Regions from separate parts of the Gossypium arboreum genome. Here region 2 is linked to region 1. The links are chromatin contacts, called in public Hi-C maps. All regions are on one chromosome and are shown on one strand. The core of a region is the stretch at or near the end of the contact, and the rest is flanking DNA. Distances in the headings are between cores, read along the strand shown. Region 1 holds the start of LOC108481921. Region 2 overlaps LOC108486323 (E3 ubiquitin-protein ligase BRE1-like 2).

Region 1 (6,229 bases), core at 1,017-3,516:
AAGCATTTAGAGATCTCTTAATCGGAAATCACCTTCTGTTTTTGCTTTCTATTTCTTCTGTATGCTTGAGTAAAAAAGAACCCTTATACAATATAAACTCATCGGCTTTATAGCCGAATGTTCAAAAAAAAGAAATAAAAGAATACAATTTTGTTCTTTTTTGTATTGGCCATTGTTGCTGTTGTCATTTTGTCTATTTCTTTGCAGTCTGGTCTTGTTGGCGTCGGAGAGAGCTGTCTTTGGCGTCGAGGATCTGTTGACGTGGAGGCACGAACGTTGTACGGCGCCTGGAGGCTGCTGGGGGTGTTGCGGCGCAAGCCAAGGCTGCTAGGGTTTCTGTCTTGGCTCTTGCTTTAGACATTAGGCCTATTGGGCCTGTATTTGGGTCTTGGATTTTTTAAAAATAGGTCTAGGTTATGTAATTAGGTTTGGGCTATGTAATTGGACTTTAATCATTTAATGGACTGTTATAATTTTATTTATTTTTATTTTTGGTTTGTTTTTTTGTTTTTATATAGGTCAGGCAAATTTGACCTACTACAATGATTATGATATTAATTGAATTATTTAATTGACTTTTTAAATGTATAAATAAATCTAGAGCATGAATTATGATTGTTGTGAAAAACAAAATTAAGAATTGCAATATTAGATTTTTAAGATGATGTTATTTTATTTTACAAAGCCTAAATTTAATAAAAAACTGACCAATTGAATTCAACCATAATTATCACTTTAGACATTATCAATTTCAAAAGTAAAAAAACCAAATAAAACAATTTAATTCAAACAAACCCGAATTGAATACACCCCTACATATCAACAACAGCACATGAGAGAGCTAAAAGAGCAAACCCAACAACAATACAATTTCATTATCCTTCTTTTAATATTCAACTAGTTTTGGGCTATTCTCTAAAACTAAAAGTTGTAACGGTGGAAAGGTGAGGCTTAACAACAACATTTAAGGCCTAAGCCCAATCTATTTTTTTAAGTTTGTAATGTTTTATATTATATTATTTTTATACATTATATAATTTATAACACATAAAAATTAAATATATAATAATATATAATGTTACTATAATGTAAATATTAAAAATGTTAATATGATTATATATAAAATTTTAATAAATAAAATTATTAAATTATTAAATAATATAAATACATATTATTTATTCTTTAAAAATAATATAGACGAGTCTAAAATGAGTGTGGTTAAATATTTACAAATATGAATTAAAATAAAATTTTAAACTCTTATATCGATCAAAATAAATTTAAACAAATATAAAATATGTTAATATTATACTTCAATCTCCAACTAAGCGGGATCCTACATTGAGATATAAAGTAGATAAATAAGGAAGGAGGAAGTATTGTCTTCAACTTTTGTTTGAAACGAAAAGAAAAAGAAAATAATGGAAGCGCTTGTTTATATTATAATATAAAAATGAAATTTATAATTTGTTATAATTTTAATAATTTTAAGCGCTTGTTTATATTTTTAATATTTTTATAATATTATAAATTTATTTATATTTGTTGACGTGGTTGGTTAGTGCAATCAACTTCAATGTATAAGTTTAATTGATTAAGTTGTCCTCTTTTTATAATTTTGTCATCAATTGGGATCAAATTGAAAATAATTAAAACCACGTCAATGTGGATTACACAGCAATACTGTACAGAAACAAGAAGGCCTTATAAACCACAAAAGAGCCAAACCTTCCTAAAAGAACCTAACACACAACAACACTTTAAAAAATAAATCCATCAATTTGTATTTTGCCTCTTTTACTTAAGAATGGATAAATTAATTCGCATACATTAGATTAAAAGAGTAAATTAATTTTTTATTAAAAATTTCATCTATTTCTATTGTTAAAAATTAGCATGATTAATAGAATAATCATGCATCATGCTAACGATATATTTATCTTTTAATCTTATATATAGAAACTAATTTATTAATTTTTTTATAAAAAATATTACATCTAATTTAACTTTTATTACAATAACTTACGTGATACTTTTGCTCAAAACTATAAAAAAACATGGGGGCCAGCATGCAACTCAATTCATTACCAATTAAGCCAAATCTTTGGACCACCAATATTATGTGAATGTTTTTAGTCAATGAGTGAAATTCGATATATGAGAAAAAAAATTATAATAGCTCTAATTCATAAAAACTTAAGTGGAAGCAGGTGATCCTAAGCTTTAGTATTTTATAAAATGGAAATCCTATGTCAGTTTACTATAGAAAAAAGTAATTTTATCAATGTGGCACACCACCAGCTGTGCAAAGGCAGATTTTTCTGCCTCTTTAGAAATCTTACGCCGGCTTCAACCAGCATATGAGATGGGCTTGCGGAATGTAGCCGCAACACTTGTTACCATGCTACGGTCTTCGTTAATAGATTTAATCTCTATTAGGCTCTATATTAGATGAAAAGGATATACAGAGACCGCAGACTCAAATATCTTCACTAAACTTTCATTTCTTTTCTTCCATCTTCCATCCATGGCGGCTAACCACTTCAACTCCCATCTGGGTTTAGCTCTAGCCTATCTAATCTTCCTCATTTCAATCCCCAAATCTCTATCAGTCCTTGAGCCTCAGCCTGCTCCTCCCTCTGTCTGGGATATCCTTCCTAAATTCGGTCTCCCCAGTGGGCTTCTACCAAGCACTGTCACCGATTATGTCCTCCACGATGATGAGAGGTTCATCGTCATGTTGGACAGCCCTTGCTACATTCAATTCGAGTACTTGGTCTACTACGAAAAGACCATCACTGGAAAACTGGGTTATGGCTCCATTACCGATTTGGAAGGCATCCAGGTGCAGCGGTTCTTCTTGTGGTTCGATGTGAATGAGATCAAGGTCGATTTGCCACCCTCCGACTCCATATATTTCCAAGTTGGATTCATCAACAAAAAGCTCGACGTTGACCAGTTCAAAACCATCCATTCTTGCCGTGATGAGGTTACGGGCTCTTGTAAATATTCTTCGGAATCACTTCTTCAGGTATACTCTAATTTTTTTTAGTTTGTTTTCTGTATCTGGATTCTTATAGTTAGGCATGTTTCAGCCAAACTTCCCCACTCACTCTTAGATTCCTTTCCTTTCTTATGGGAGTTAGTTGAAGGTGTTGCAGAAGTATTGGGAGGATTCCTTACTTTTTTTGCTTTAGTCCAAAGACTATCTTCTTGTTAGTATTAGTTCAATCTCCGACTAAGGCAACCCTATAATTAGTATTTATCTTGTTTCATTTGTCATATTTACAGCAAAGTAAATAAGGAAAAAAAAAACATTTCCCCAAAAATAAGCAGCCCCTCAAAACTCTGTAAGATCAGCTGTAGGGTGATACTATGTTTCAAATTTTTCTAAAGTTTTTCTATCTACCAGGAGGGTTTTTGAAGGTGATATTGATATATCCATGTCATCAAGTGTTGAGTGCAATATTAAGAGACATTGCATTCTCAAAGAGGTGACATATGTTCGGGAGCAGTCACCAACTCCAAATATGGAAAGTAAAACAGACATGAAAGATGAAAAAAAAAAAAAAACCAAATCACGTCGTCCCCTTTAACCCCTTTCTGTCTTTGCTAATGCGATTTTATTTCATTGAACTACTTAAAATGGCATGGCTTATTACATAACAATTTTACAAGCATTTACTCCTTCTGAGTAATCAAATTGTTGGGAACTTTAGTTTTCCCTATCTCTACTTCTTGGAGGAAAGTAAGGGGAACTTGAGGTAGGCAAAGAATAAAAGTATTTCGTTGAGTGAGTTGGTGTCCCGTATGCTTTATAGTCTACAGTATGAGTAAATGATTGGTCACCTGCCTGGTGAGCTGCCAGGCAGTATTAAAATGTGTCGAAGATACGCTAAAAGAAGATGAGTTTTAAAGTATTTTAGTCCTTCAAGTCTTTCATCAAACTATCTTATTAGGATTAAAATTTAATTGTATACTGGAGGCTCCTTAGATGGAGGACCCATCATCCAAGTCCAACTAAATGTGGCTATCTAATTTAAGATTCAAAATTCTTTTTCTATGTAGCTTCATGAAGATACAAGGAAAATTTTACCTGAATTCAAGTTACCAGTTCTTTCTGGAGTTGTATCATAATGGGACATTAAAGTCAAAATCCTCATCCTTTTATTTCTTTTCCTTGTATCTATGGAATATGATTCATTGTTCACATCTACAAAAAGCTATTTGGTTGCCAATTTTATGTCTTGAAACTTCTTTTGCTCCTGGATGTTTTATCTATGTCGTCAGTAGATATACGAGATGATTATGCCCCATGAATCATGGACAAATTAAGAATGTTGACATGAAAAAAGTGTATATTTTAGCATATATTCTTAATGTGGTATTAGTCATGCATGAACAAGATAAGAATGGAGATGAAAGAAGTGTTAAAATGGCAGTCAATTTCTTCAAATATTTATCTACATATACTTGATGCTTGGTAACCCACCAATAAAGGTCATCATGCTATGCGCAATCTGCATGCATTAATCTAGATTCAAATGCTTCTCTATTGTGTAATTTGATAACTTTGATTTCCTCCTTTTTGCTTGAAACACCATTCACTAGTCCACACTTTAATGAAGGTGTTTAATTTGGAACTCAAGACATCAAGCATTTCATCATAATCTTAATTACTTATTTGTGTTCACAGGGCAGCTCAGGCCATGATTATGGGCATTTAAGGGAAAACATTAGTTGTAAACTATACTCAGTTTAATGCTGATAAATCAATTAATACCTTTTCTTTCTTTTCTTTTTCTTTTTTTTCCCTTTATGCTCCTAAGAGTTCCTTTCGGACTCTGTTTTTTGTTATTTGTATGCTCCAGAGGCTTGAGATTTGAGTTTCCTTGTGGTTTAATGTCCAGTGACGTTTGTAATTTCAGCTTCCAACGCCTAGAAACGAAATTGAGGAGCTAATTACGGAGTAGGTGCCATGGAGTGGTGTATTGGCATGGAATGGAGAGAGGTACTGTGCAGACTCCAAAAGGATGGGTCTGGCATCAGAATGTGTTATAAGTAGATTTTGTAAATAATGGACGTACATATTTTAACTATAGTTTTAATGTGTGAGATCTATATTTCTTTGCCTCAATTCGCTAGGCATATAAATGGGGTTTCAGTTTTACGATGTGACCCTTGTTTGAATTGGACCAGTTGGTTAGATATCAATTTGGATAATGGTTTTGAATTATTCAGATTGAAAATTGATAAAGGATTGAACCTGTTAAAAATGTTATTTGTTTAAATTTAATTTTTTAAAATTTTTAATAATTTTTTAATTGAATCAGTTAGACCAACGAATGGACAATCTAACCAATTTGATTGTTAATCCAATTTAAAAATATTAATTTTATAAATTCTATCGAACTTAAAATTATTATTTAATTAAAATTTAAATGCATAACCGTTAGTGAGATAAACTTTCATCCCTCTCCAGAAGATCTAAATTTTTAGGGTATTGATATCCTGATAATTGAATAGCTAGTACGCTTTAACTCCTTTAATCTTTATGTTTTTGGCTCGAGTTAGTCTTAATATTTTATGAGATAAAAAATATTATAAATATTATATGTCAAAGAAAAAAGTTATGAATATGATAAGGTAAATAAAATTATATAAAATTTATTAAGCCAAAGGTTTAAAAGTTATCGTAAAAAATAAAAATAATAATAATAACTGACTTCTTATAATTAAAAATTTTAATTAACTCTTTTAGAAATTATTAGTTAATTGGTTTAACTGTTAATAATATTAACGTGGCTTATAGAGCTAACACGTAAAATACTATGTTAATAAGTTCTTGATGTGGTGTGTTATACCAACATATATTTTAAAAATTATATAAAAGACCTTAAAATTATAAAAAAATTACTAAAATTTTACTTTGAATGAATTTAGACAGCTATTGTTCCAAATTTATTTTGGACGTAAATTTCGAATATTACAAAAAAATATTAAAATGGTAAAAATTGTAAAAATCATAAATAATTATTAAAAATTTAAAAAGTACAAAACTATAAAAATCCTTAAAATTTTAAAGAAATTACTATTTTACACATCTAGAATGGACCTAGAAATTACTATTCAAAAACTTAATAAAAATTTAAAATTTGAATTAAATAGTTCAAGTTATTCAAGTTAATCGAGTTATTTGAATAAACTCAAATAAAAAAAATTAAATTTT
Region 2 (6,229 bases), core at 1,644-4,143, 260 kb before region 1:
GTCATTCGACGTGTATAAAAAGATGAGATGCAAGTTGCTTTATTGAAGATGTGAATGTCACAAATGAAGTAGATTTTAACATTGTTATTTATGGGTCTTGCTAGAAATTTCTCTTTTGAGTTAGTGGAATTAAAGATCGAGCTCTCTCCAACTACAGGGCAGAGTGATGGAGGATCAAATGTGCTAGTTGAGAGCTTAAATTAGCTAGGATTGTAATTTGTATTTTATGGGTTTGATTTTAACTATGTATATAATGCATACAGGTTGTTTTAATTTGTATTTTTATTTTGTGCCAATTAGTGGCATTTTCGGTTTATATTTGGTATTTTGCATTTTTTAGGGGTTTGGGGTAAGTTATAAGGACTTATGTCATTTTGGTTCTAAGGAGTCTGAAATCGAATGATGAACATTTGAGTTATTATGATATTGAGTGATGTGACTTCCTTTTTGAGTTTTTTTCTTTTTTTTTTTTTGCCTTAACGGCTTAAGTAGAAAATCAGCCCTTGTGTATTTTCAAATATCTAAAGTATGCCTTTATCCTTCCATTATACCCAGTCAAGCTTTTACACCTTGTTTGGTAGGAGTATATCATTTTAACTTGCCTTTTAGTGTGCTAAGTTAACACTAGTCATTTATTTTGTTCTGAAAATTTGCCAGTACCTATTAAACCACTTAAAGATTATGTAGCCTTCTTTCCTAAACTTGGTCGAAACCTTTTACACTTGTTGGGATGGTATACTTTTATACAAGGGATATCCCTTCCTCTAATTTTTATATTTCCAGAGTTTACATGCTCAAAATATAGAGTTACAACTATGATTTTAGTTCATTTATTACCACAGAGCATCTTATGCTATACAAACGTCTCTCTAGGACTGCTCAAACAGTTTAATTAACTTATCCTCCTAACTTATTTTGTGATAAGTTAAAACCATTTGATGATTAAGTAGTGACAATGAGTTCATCATGTCACGACGAGTTTAAGTTAGAATGTGATGTCGCGACGTGAAACCTACATTGCAATGTTGATATGAAAATTTTAAACTATTTTACATTTTAGTCTCTAATCAACCTTAGACCATTTAGAGAATTGCAATAAGCTTGTATAAAAACTCGAAATGAATTTGAGATGTGTAAGATGGTGTAATGATCATAAGCTTTAAATGAATTGAATTTGATTATTGTTGGTATGACATCTAATGTAACATTTCGATACCGTGATGCAACAATCAAGTCGGGCATGTGAGTGTTACAGACCTTGATCCTAAAAATTTATCTAATAAATTTGACGTTAGAACCATTTGATGCTTGCTATAGAGGTAAAACACCTATTACAAGTTATAGAACTCTGTAGATAGTATGATTCAAATTGTTACTTCATCCTTAATGTCAAACATTTGTGACTTGCACAAGCAAGAGGTGTTTGAGTTCTCTAAAATAAGTTTCTGGTTTTTATTTTCATGATTTATTTCTTTTTGCTTCCTGAAATTTCCATTTAGTAGTGTTATCTAACTATTTAATCTTACAATAAATTACAGGGATGTTTTGGAACTCACGGAGGCTATTAAAAGTAAAGATCGAGAGTCAGAGACATATATTTCTGAAATTGAGGTTTGTCTAAAATTCCTTCTTAGGGAGAAAGAAGTATATATTCAGTTTTGGTTCCTGCCACCTTTCTCTTGTATTCACTGAATTGCTAGAGCTGCCTTTCCTTGGGTACTACTCTCGTCATTTAGTGCCTCTTTGTTGTCTGCATGATGAGAGAATTCTTTTTTTTTTTTCCAGACCATTGGCCAGGCTTATGAAGATATGCAGACACAGAACCAGCATCTGTTGCAGCAGATGACTGAGAGAGATGACTACAATATTAAGGTCCAATGCATATTATATACCTTGATATTTTAACTTTATTCTTGCTTTCTGTATATATTGATAGTTAAGTAGAAAAATTTATCTGGTCTTGGTGCTTGGGAAATTTCTGTAATTGTGATGGCATTAAATGCAGCTTGTCTCTGAGAGTGTAAAGACAAAACAAGCACATAGTTTCTTGCTTTCTGAAAAGCAGGCATTAGCAAGGCAACTTAAGCAGGTCAATTCATCAATCGAGTCCGTGAAAATGAGGATTGGTCAGAGCGAGGAGCAGGTAAATAGTTGTGTGCTGCTAAAACTCGTTCCAGAAAATTGACCTTCTAAATATATTTACGTGTATTTATTTATTTATCAATTTGTAGCTTTTTTGACCAACCTATAATTTAAACCTTGCAGATAAAAGTTTGTCTGACAGATGCTGTTAAATTCACTCAAGAGGATAGACATTTTATGATTAGCCTTGAAACTGCGAAGTGGGAGTTGGCCGATGCTGAGAAGGAGTTCAAGTGGCTTAAATCTGCTGCAGCATCTTCTGAGAAGGACTATGAGCAGCTCCAACGAAAGGTGGATGAGTTCCAAATGAAGTTGGATAAGGAACAGTGAGTTTTCTTTTCTGTTTTTGGTGGATTTCCCAGGCCTATGTTTTTTTCTTGCTCAGCTGTACTGTCTTTCGGTGGAATTAGAAGATAAAAGATCATATATGTATGTTATGCGAATCCAAAAGCATTGCTTTTCTCCTATGTTAGACTCAGTGGTGAATGTTGGATATTAGCACGTCCATCATGGGCAAGTGTTTTTTTTTCATGTATTTGGATGATCTTTGGAGGTTACATGACTATGTCCATGTATAGGATATGAGTGTCAGTCGCAGGCACCTTAACAGAAATGAAGTGTTGGAGCAACATAGCTCTACTCTTTATTGCCTATGACAGTATAATGTGTGCTGGAATTAGCTGCAAAGATAGTGAGGGACAGGCTGTTATCATGGTCAACAGTTGCTACAATAACAATGCTTTAATCTACGCCTATGCTGCATTTATTCTGGAACATTTCAGCTTAGCACTTTAGATTATAATTTTTGCCCCTTAGGACTTTAGACATGTTTCCTTGCCAAGAAAATACCTTTTCTTCGTGTTTAAGTTAAATTAAATTATTTAGCTTTCCTTCAAAAATTAAATCTGTCCTCTGTTGAAATGTGGTTTCTCTACACCCAGAAGTCAGAGGAAGAAGCTTGAGGAAGAGCTTGACGAACTGAATAGCAAGGTTGCTGAGTTGAGTTCTGAAACTGGAGAGACTGCAATACAGAAGCTTCAGGATGAGATTAAAAATTGCAAGAATATTCTCAAATGTGGTGTGTGTTTTGACCGGCCAAAAGAGGTGAGTTATGCTGACCTGTTTTTCTCTCACAATATGTACTCGTATGTTTAAATTTCCTCAACCTCTTATTGGACTGATGGATGTGTTGGCTTGTCATATTTGGCAGGTAGTAATTGTTAAGTGCTATCACCTATTTTGCAATCCATGTATACAGAGAAATTTAGAGATACGGCATCGAAAGTGCCCCGGCTGTGGAACTGCATTTGGTCAGAATGATGTTCGGTTTGTGAAAATATGAAAAAGAGTGTTCCATGGCTTTTGTATTTCAATCTTTGATTTAGGTTAGTCAAGAGTTAGCATCTTGAAACCCCAACTTGATAGTTATAGAAATAATGTTTTTCTTTTTTCTTTTTCATATGTAATTATTTGATGGGCAGGGCATGGCATGTATGCCAATTGTAAATGGAAATCAAACTAGGTAAATCATCACATCATCTTCAGGAATTTGTCCCTTTTGATCAGTGTTTGGAAACCAGACCGGCTGGTCGGTTGCATCGGTTGGACCGTGATCTAGTGGGTCTGGTCACCCTCATCAGACCGGAAATTCTTTGAGCCGTAGTATAACCAGTCAAACCGGGTTAAAAACCTAGTTAAACCGGTATTTGATTACTTGAATTTTTTACTTTTGTTTCAGATTTCTTTTCCATTTTTTAACATGATTAAGCAAAGCTTTTTAACATATCAAATAAAAGAGAAAAAAAGGTGGAAGATGGAAAAAATATAAAATAGAAAAAAGCAATTGCCTCGGTCAAAATTGTATTGTAGAAGGGGCAAAGTAGAGATAAAAGAAGTCAGTTATGTAATGGAAGAGAATTCGAGAGGGAGCTTATGAAAAAAATTGAGGGAACACGAAGTACGGCACAGGGCAGCATGAGACGGAAGAAGCATGTCATTGTGGTATATAGGGTAAGGTTTTCAAATTTGTTTTATGGGTTGGTCCTATAACACGCAATTAGAGGTGTTTATAGTGGATTGAGTCGGGTTTAAATATGATATTAGCATATTTTATGCGATTAAATTACCAAATAAAGTCATTTTCTTTAAAATACAAAAATAGGCTGATTTTTTGGAAAGTTACAGGAATGGGCCGTTTTTGATAAAATGTTCTAGATCCTCTATATCTATATATAAACACTGATTTATCAAGAATATGCAAGAAAAGCACTTTGAATTATTGATTCATCGCCAAAGATGATTTAGAACCAATAGTTCATTACCTAATAGATTTTTTGCGTTCTAATATTCCATCCGAGAGTTATCAGTATTTATTAAATCTATTTCTATCTAATAGAAAGATATGTGGTCATGAAATAGGGATTAAGTGCAAATGAAATAGAAATAGATAAATAATACAAAAAATAATATTATAATATATTATAAATAAAATAATATAAATAAATTAATAAAATATATAAATAAATTCTAATACTAATATATATTTAGAATAGATAAATATATAATAGAATTAATATTCTATCATCTAATATAAATTATATATTATATATTGTTCACTAATAATAGTGGAATTACTGGCGCAGAGTTAAAAAGAAAAGGGAATTGTGACACGCCACCGTTGATGAATCACTTCAATAAATCCGCTTATAACAAGCTCTTATATGATTTCGAGTAAAATCGAAAACTATTAAGCACAAGCAAAATGCGCAGTAACACTTTTGGAAGTATCAAAAGAATGTTACATGTATCAATAAGACTTATTCTTTTTTTTGGTGTCCCTCATTAAGTAAAAGCTAATTATCTATCAAATCTAATATTAATTGGATGGCTGAACACTCAGAGACTTTCATCCGTCTGTATACAAAGTATCTTCCAACCCTTCTACAACCATTCATTAGTTAATTAGACACTCCCGTTATCCAATCTAATTCAAGACTTCTCTAGTAGCCACTTCATTAGTAAGGGGCTCCCATGTCAAGATTTACTGATTCCCTTCCACTACTTTAATTTTTCCCTTTTAGATGCGCGCGGTTCCAAGTTAATGCCCGATAAAAAGGATTTCGATTAAGTTTTCCTTGTGATGGTCCGGGGCGAGGGGGTACTCGTGATATTTCGGCGTGGGACGCATTTTATTTGGCAGTTTTCTAGATGTTAAATTCCATTGGATAGGTTACTTTTTATTGACATTGGCAGGGCAATGTCTCACAGTTTAATGAATCTTCCACTTATTTGATGGGATGGTTAAAAGATTATCTATGGTTAAACTCTTCACAACTTATCAATGGGTATAATCCATTTGGTATGAATAGTTTATTAGTCAAAGCGTGGATGTTCTTATTTGGACATCTTGTTTGGCTACCGGATTTATGTTCTTAATTTCTTGGCGCAGATATTGGCAAGAATTGATTGAAACTTTAGCATGGGCTTATGATCGCACACCTTTAGCTAATTTGATTCGATGGAGAGATAAACCAGTGGCTCTTTCTATTGTACAGACAAGATTGGTTGGATTAGCCCACTTTTCTGTAGGTTATATATTTACTTATGCGGCTTTCTTGATTGCCTCTACATCGGGCAAATTTGGTTAATTCCTTATGTTATGCACTGTATCTGCGATAATATCATCTCTTTCGATGGAGAAGGGGGGAGTTGTTCTTAGGGAAAACTCAGAAAAGCGCTTCCAATTGGAAGCATTTTTTTTCGTGTTTTTTATTAGGGTTTTTTTTTATAAAATTTAGGGGTTTTAGGGTTTATTGATTTAGGTTTTAGGATGTTTAGGCTTTTTAGGATTTAAGGTTTTAAATTGATAAACATTTTAACCTAATAATTGAATTCGATATTCAAAATATTCATACTTACACCAATCGTATATTATTTTTTATTAAAGATCGAAACTCGGAGTACTGAAAAAATATTTTTGACAAGATGGGTTCTGAAAAAATATCCTTGGGAATCTTGGGATATCTAAAACGTTTTTGAAAAAATGCCCTGTATAGTGGGGGATAAAATTTGTAGAGAAAAAACATTC

What was found. Hi-C and Micro-C count contacts between places; a contact is called where the count stands out from the background.
Region 2: a contact with region 1 is called in a Hi-C map of leaf, with 4 times the contacts expected there. The contact joins the enhancer-like site here to the promoter of LOC108481921 in region 1. A contact is called at or near these places in 2 of 5 Hi-C or Micro-C datasets (both in leaf).

Annotation. Positions count from the first base shown.
Region 1 is chr8:120,456,477-120,462,705 of ASM2569848v2, reverse strand. It overlaps LOC108481921, which reads left to right and starts at 2,266. Exons shown (of 2, transcript XM_017785006.2): 1 at 2,266-3,031; 2 at 4,911-5,276. The coding sequence starts at 2,528. The coding sequence ends at 4,913.
Region 2 is chr8:120,713,870-120,720,098 of ASM2569848v2, reverse strand. It overlaps LOC108486323 (E3 ubiquitin-protein ligase BRE1-like 2), which reads left to right. Exons shown (of 20, transcript XM_053031758.1): 15 at 1,539-1,611; 16 at 1,786-1,872; 17 at 2,006-2,143; 18 at 2,266-2,468; 19 at 3,084-3,246; 20 at 3,353-3,690. The coding sequence ends at 3,484. It also overlaps the pseudogene LOC128296646. Among protein-coding and RNA genes, the nearest start is that of LOC108486323, 10 kb to the left of the region's middle. Within about 2 kb of position 2,893, at least 1 of the 2 cell types and tissues checked has an H3K27ac peak or open chromatin away from gene starts, as enhancers often do. A contact at or near this core is called in leaf, where this site is marked.